Linked DNA regions of Mus musculus: region 2 is linked to region 1. The links are chromatin contacts, called in public HiChIP or PLAC-seq maps. All regions are on one chromosome and are shown on one strand. Each heading gives the region's core, a stretch centred on a gene start, on an enhancer-like site or on the middle of the called end of the contact. The rest is flanking DNA. Distances are from core to core; before and after follow the strand shown.

The links. HiChIP or PLAC-seq counts read pairs in DNA pulled down with a chosen protein or histone mark.
Region 2: a contact with region 1 is called in an H3K4me3 HiChIP or PLAC-seq map of the SCID.adh cell line, with 40 read pairs. The contact joins the enhancer-like site here to the promoter of Nck2 in region 1. A contact is called at or near these places in 9 of 39 promoter capture datasets (the 3T3-L1 cell line, 3T3-L1-derived adipocytes, the HPC-7 cell line and 5 more), 2 of 15 datasets of contacts at CTCF or cohesin (CD8 T cells and large pre-B cells), 34 of 484 Hi-C or Micro-C datasets (CD4 T cells, CD8 T cells, DN3 thymocytes and 21 more), 14 of 115 datasets of contacts at active chromatin or transcription factors (CD8 T cells, the SCID.adh cell line, T-cell acute lymphoblastic leukemia and 9 more) and 4 of 9 other capture datasets (adipose tissue, liver, macrophages and 1 more).

The regions. Positions count from the first base shown.
Region 1 is chr1:43,444,118-43,447,268 of GRCm38.p6, forward strand. It overlaps Nck2 (non-catalytic region of tyrosine kinase adaptor protein 2), which reads left to right and starts at 1,634. Exons shown (of 5, transcript NM_010879.3): 1 at 1,634-1,910.
Region 2 is chr1:43,560,612-43,563,762 of GRCm38.p6, forward strand. All of the region lies in intron 4 of Nck2 (non-catalytic region of tyrosine kinase adaptor protein 2), which reads left to right. Among named protein-coding and RNA genes, the nearest start is that of Nck2, 120 kb to the left of the region's middle. Within about 2 kb of position 1,545, at least 42 of the 459 cell types and tissues checked have an H3K27ac peak or open chromatin away from gene starts, as enhancers often do. A contact at or near this core is called in CD8 T cells, DN3 thymocytes, the SCID.adh cell line and 9 more, where this site is marked.

The sequences.
Region 1 (3,151 bases), core at 384-2,883:
ATCTATCATCTATGGATTTAATTGGGGGCTTGCTTACAATTCCAGTGGCTTGGTCCACTGTCATCACGGTGGGAAGCTTGGTAGCAGCCAGGCATGTTGCTAGGGAAGTAGCTGAGAGCTATACTCTGATCCACTGTGCAGCAAGCACACAGACACCCAGACACACAGGTGCTGGCTAAGTTCAAAGCTTACTCCCAGTGACTCATCTCCTCCAACAAGGACATACCCTCCTAATCTAAATAGTTTACTAACTGGCCTGCAAATATATGAGCCAAGGGGAGTCCTTCTTGTTCAAATCTCCCTGGAGATCTTATACAGAATCAGTGAGAGGAGTCTGAGGCCACTTTTCAAAGCAAAAGCTTAAAAACTGTGTCCATATCGTCTTACTTATTTAGCATAAACTAATTTTAAGTAGGGCTAAACTATTGGTTAGAGTTCTGCCTTCATTGTTGTAAAGCTAGATAGTAACAAAGATGAGGTCTGTAACAAAGAACGGATGAAGCTAGCATCTCCGACTGGAAGAGACTGTTGGGTGTGCTGATTTTGTACAGGATGCCTCCTAGTGCCCTCGTGTCAGGCTACGTGCCAGGTACTTAACATAGAAGGCAGGTAAACATCTCATGTGATAAAGCCGAGGAAGTTGTGAAACACCTGTGTAAGGTGACACAGTTCAGGAGCCTACGGTCAATGGCTGCGAGGACTATAGCCAAGCTTCCTCACGTTACTTATGCCTGGGAACTTCCTATAAGAAGGCAGGCAACTTTTCTTTCTTTCTTTTTCTTTTTTTGTTACGTAGGGTGAATTGTTTCTGCCTTAATAAGGAGGAAACAAGGGCTAGGGTTGAATCTCATTAACATAAATGTGAGTCGTCCGACCTGAAAGCGGAATTTATTTGAATATCAGGGGTTCCTTTGGGGTATAAGGAGCGAAGGAGCTTGGAGAAGAAACCTCTGGATCCAGTCCTTCTCTTCGATCCAGGGTTCTAGCTTTCCAAGTTTGCTTATAGGTTAGCTACTACTCAAGTCTGGGAGAGCAAGGTTTCCTTCTAAAGCTTTCTCAGCCTCCTGTACTAAAGAATTCCTGGGCTCTAATAAACTGGCCAGGACGCTGCGGAGGCAGCTGAGGTCGGGTTTCCTCTCCTCCCCCACTAGGAAGTGGTCCCGCCTGGAGGTTGGGGGTGGGGGGGATGGAGTAAAAAAGTGTCTGGATGGGAAAGTAAATAAATGCAAGGCAAATAAATAAAGAAAATGCCCACAAGCAATTACTGGGAGGAAGTGACATTTTTATGTAAGTCACTTTTCTGACAGACACCAGGCCTGTTTGGCTGAGAGTGCCGTGGGAATGCTTGGGGGGCGGGGTAGGGAGGTCGCTGTAAGGCTCCCGACGCACAGCCGGGTGCGGAGACCACCCGGTCTCGTGGGCTGCAAGTGGCACCTCCTTATCCCTAGCAGCCCCTCCCGGGTGCCCCCAGCTCCAATCTAGAGCGGGTTACGGCTTGAAGCCCCCAGGCGGCGCTTTCCCGAGGCCTGGCTGGGACTCCCAGGTGGGTCCCCCGCCCCGCGTGCGCCGGGCTGGGCCGGCCCCTGGGCGGCGTCACGGCAGCCAGGGAGGAGCGCGGGCGGGGAGCGCGCGGAGGCGGGCGCTGCGCGGGAGGGTCGCCGCCGCGGATCGCAGGCCGGTGCGCGCGGCCGAGCGGGCGGCGGCGGCGACGGTGGTGGTGAGGAGGGCTCGGCGGCAGGCAGGCTCGGGGCTCCCGGGCCGGCGGGGTCCGCCGGGTCCAATTGCGTCCGCTTGGTGGCGGGAGGAGGGAGCGGTGCAGACAAAGAGCGGCATCTGGGCGGGCGCAGCGCGGCCGCCGCCCCGGGACTCGCGCTGCTGCCCTCCGGCCTCGGCGTGCACTGTGCGGCGAGGTAAGGCGATGGCGGGGGCTGCAAACTTGGGCCGGTCCGTGGAGTTGGAAGAGAGGGGCGAGCGGGCCGCGGCCGCCCGGGGAGGGCCAGGGAGCGCGTACCCCTGCGTACCCGGCCGGTGCCCTCAGCCCCGCCGCGGCCTGGCGTCCCCGGGCACCCGCACCTCGGATACACACACCTTCCTGCGAGCCCTCGCCTCCCTCTGCCTGGGGCTGGCGTGGGGGTGGGGCGCCCTCCGCGGGCGGACTCCGGGGACCAAGGACCCAAAGCCCTCGGGAACACTAGCAGCCCTGGCCTGTGGGCGGGCGTGGGACCGAACAGTGGCCAGGTCGCCGGGCGCGCGTGCCTGGGAAGAATAGCCTGGGATCTGAGGGCCACAGCGCTAGGAAGCGGGAGGCTGCGATGGCCGGGGAGAACTTCCAGTATTTAGAACTATTCGTGATCCGGCACAAAGCTGCTGTCACGTTCCATAAAGGAGGTCCTTGCCTCGGCGCAGGGCGCTTTTGTGCCTGGTTCCTTCCAGTCCCTGCGCCCGGTCCCGCATTTCCAAGACTTAAACCTCCTCAACCAAAGTTTTTCCCGGTTGCTCTGCCCCCTCAGTTTATTTATTCAGGGCGATTTAAGCAAGTGGTTCTGCAAGAATTTGATGTGTGACTTTTAATGCCCCGGTGGCACCTCCCTTTTGAGCGCTGTTAGCTTGGCATTGTGTGGAGAGGTTTGATTTGCAAAACGCTGTTATTTATACACAACAGCGATCCTCCCGGAAGGTGTGCGCGGGTGGTGGTTAATGGATAGCAGAGGTGACTTACAGTAGTATTGTGAACAGCTTGGGGACACAGCTGGGTGCCAAGTGGAGTGGGCCCTGCCACCCTAACCCATTCAGGTTGGCCGCTTCCTCCTTATTTGGCTCTCCTTATTTTGCTAACAGGTTTAAGGCCAGTCTTGCCAAGTTTGCGTCTGTGTGTGGGATGAACAGGTCCGAGTTTGGGCTGGAGGTGCACAGGCCTGCTCCTTGGTTGACCCAAAAAGAAACAGCCCGTTGGCCAGTGGGCGTGGCTTGCTGGTATCCTCCCCTGGAGACTTCTCTGCTCCTCTCCCAATACAGGCTTTTCTGCAGAGATTTTGAGGAGGAATGAGAATAATTTTGGGTGTGTTTCCAGCCTGGGTTTTTTTTTTTTTTTTTTTTTTTGGTATAGTTAGCAACTGTGGTTTTTCTAGTCTAAAGGTCACTACTTTATCAG
Region 2 (3,151 bases), core at 295-2,794, 120 kb after region 1:
TTGGGAAACATAAATCTTTCCAATGCCACTCTGCCTATCTTCTGAAAAGTCTTGGCTGACCTGCAGGCTTGTTCTTCCATCCTCCTGTACACCCCTTTCAATGAGAGTTAGCCCAAGGTTATATTAGGAACATTTAACAATGTCTACCTTGCTTGGCATTGAAGCCTAAAAACCATTACTCCTCTTAGGGGGTAAGTTGATTATGTACAGTGGAGCCTAACGGAGCTATAGGTTGCCCAGTTCATCCTGCGTTGTGTTCATGTGTGGGGCTGTGCTGTACTGCTGTCTGGAGTGGGTCAGATCCCTGGCCTCTGGAGTACTGTTGCTGCTGCTGCTAAAGGGTCTGGATGCTCGCTCTCAGGCCTGCCAGCGCGGTAAAGGGAGAGGAGGCCATTCCCTGTCCGCTAAAGCAGCTCTGCAGACTAAGAAAAAAATGTCAGATTGACAGTTCAACCTTAAGAGTGTTCAGAAGTGTTCTCATTCAAATCCCTTAGATCTGTAGCTCCTTTTTGCAAAAAGACTTATATAGAGTTCTTGCAAAATGGTTAGTACAGGGTAGAAATGCTTTTCACCCAAAATATGTATGTAAAAGTATAATGGAAAGAGAAACTTAAAGCCCAGGATCAGATATGCCTTTATCACTTGACTCCCTGAAATGCCCACGTGGCTAATGTGTGAACTGTACTAAGAGGGAACTTCTGAGGCTGGCTTTTTCGATATTTGGGTTTTGCCTGGTTTGCATTTTTTTTTTTTTTTTTTTTACTTTACTGTGGCTGCAGTAGACACGAGTGTGTGTCTTACATATGGAGACTTTCATTTACTTCTCAGAGAAAGGATTTGTAAGTTTGGCTTGCCTACTGGCAATCCCACAAGCATGCTATGTAAAGTTAGTCTTGATATGAAACTATACACATGGACTTGGAATGTGTGTCTTCAATAAAACACGTGTACAGCAGACTAAGGACAAATGGGTGTGTGGACCAGCAAGCCCACTTGGGGGCCCCTTCTGCTGTGGAAAAGTAGGGTGCTCCCTATCTCACACTTGAGAAACGACATCAATGTCCTTTGAAGAGTTCTTTCCCATTCCACAAGAGGGCTGGAGAGATGGCTCCGTGGTTAAGAGCACTGACTGCTCTTCCGGAGGTCCTGAGTTTAAATCCCAGCAACCACATGGTGGCTCACAACCATCTGTAATGTGATCGGATGCCCTCTTCTGGTGTGTCTGAAGACAGCTACCGTGTACTTACATATAATAAATAAATAAATCTTTTTAAAAAAAAAAGAAAGAAAAATTCAACAAGAAAGGTTTATGTTTAAAGGAACTCGCAGACAAAATCATCATACAGCTTGTTCAAGGCAGACACACTTACCAGGCCCAGAATACCCATCTCTGTGACCTTCCATACCATTAAAAGGGCCATCCTGAAGCCGTGGAGTGCCACTTACAGCTTTATACATTCACTGTCAGTTTACTGTTATGGACTTCGCATGCACAGAGAATAAAGAACTGTGGTAGATTGAAACCAGAACAGTTAGCTTTATAACCACTTTCACAGTTTGGCCTTGTGCCTACATCCCGTCCACAGCATGGTGTTAATGCCATCTGCTCCAGAGCGGCATAGTGGCTCCAGCAAACACAGGCAGTCAGTGTCCCTAGGAATTTTGAGAGGTAGACAAAAATGTATTTGTAGAAGAATGAGCTAGGAAGTCCAGAGAGTCCTTGATGCTGGGGCCGTCTCTCAACTTTTTTCTGGTCCCTTAAAAAAAAAAAAAAAAAAAAACGAAGTAGTCAGCAGGTGTCTCAAGTGGGCAAAATCTCTGTTTGATCTCCAAGAGGCAGCACTTGGGGACAGTGCCTCCTCGCCATGACTTCCCATGCCCGCTGTTGGTGGCTTCTGCGGCAGGAAGGGAACAGCCTCCCCACCCACCGTGGTCCTTCCGTTTCCTGGATCCCCATCAGTTTCTCAGATCTCTTGTCGATCACCACTTAACCTTTACCCTTTTTCCTTTTGTGGTAAAACGTCTTTAAAACCAAATTGGCTGTTTCAACAGTTTTTAAGTGTGCATTTCAGTCAGTGAATGCTTTTACATCATTGTGCAGCTGCTAATCTTCAGAGCTCCATTACTGTCCCAAACTGAAACTCTGTCCTCATTGGACACTGACTCCCTAGCTGCCCTCTTCCCTGAGATTCCTTTCCCACTCTGGGTTTTTATACTTAGGAGCCTCTTATAAGTGGGTTGCCTCCACTGAATTATGTTCTGGTTGTCCCTGATTTTATTTCAGTTATAATGTCTTTGGAGTTCATTTATGTTGTAGCAATATTTTAGAAATTGTCCTTCAATAATGAGTAATATTCCTTTTTCGATATCTATTCATCTGGTGATAGATTTTCAGGGTGTTTCTAGTTTTGTTTTTAATTATTAATAATGCTGCTATGATTGTGGGTATATAGATATTTCTTTAAGTTTCTACTTGAATTCTCTTAGGTGTACCCTTTGGTAGGTTTGCTGAATCAAATGGCAAACTTATTTTAATTTTATGAAACCCACAGTGATGCTTCACAAGTCCCCGCCACTACACATTTCCTTGACAAACCCTGATGCCCTGACAGGAGCAGCGAAGTTAGAAGTAGCGTTTTTATGCCGTGGAGTCTGCGGTACATATTAAATTTAGTGTGTGGTAACCATAGTGGAATCCCACGTTCACCTTCCTTGCTGTACTCGGTTTCGCTTTATAAAGTTGCAGTGTTATGATGAGTGTCCGGCATGTAGCAGAATCAATCCACTGCCGGAGCTCAGAAGCAGTACTTCTTAGACAGGTAGCATCATTGTCAGCAACAAACTTGCTAGAAGTACAGAGTACCAGGCCCCTCCTGCAGTGAATCTGATGCTGGGACTTGAAGTCCTGCCTTGTGGGGTGTATGCCCCCTGAACATACTTTATGGTAAAATTATAACTTACTCTCTTTTAAACTGGGTATAGTGGTTTACACCTATGGTCCCAGCATTCAGGAGGCTGAGGCAGGAAGAGTTCCAAGACCAGCCTGGGCTACGTGGTAGGCTCCAGATCAACCTGAGCTACAACACAGCAAAGAAACAAAACATGTTCTTTAGTTCTATGAAGTAAGACACTGTGGACAGACAAAGAAGGA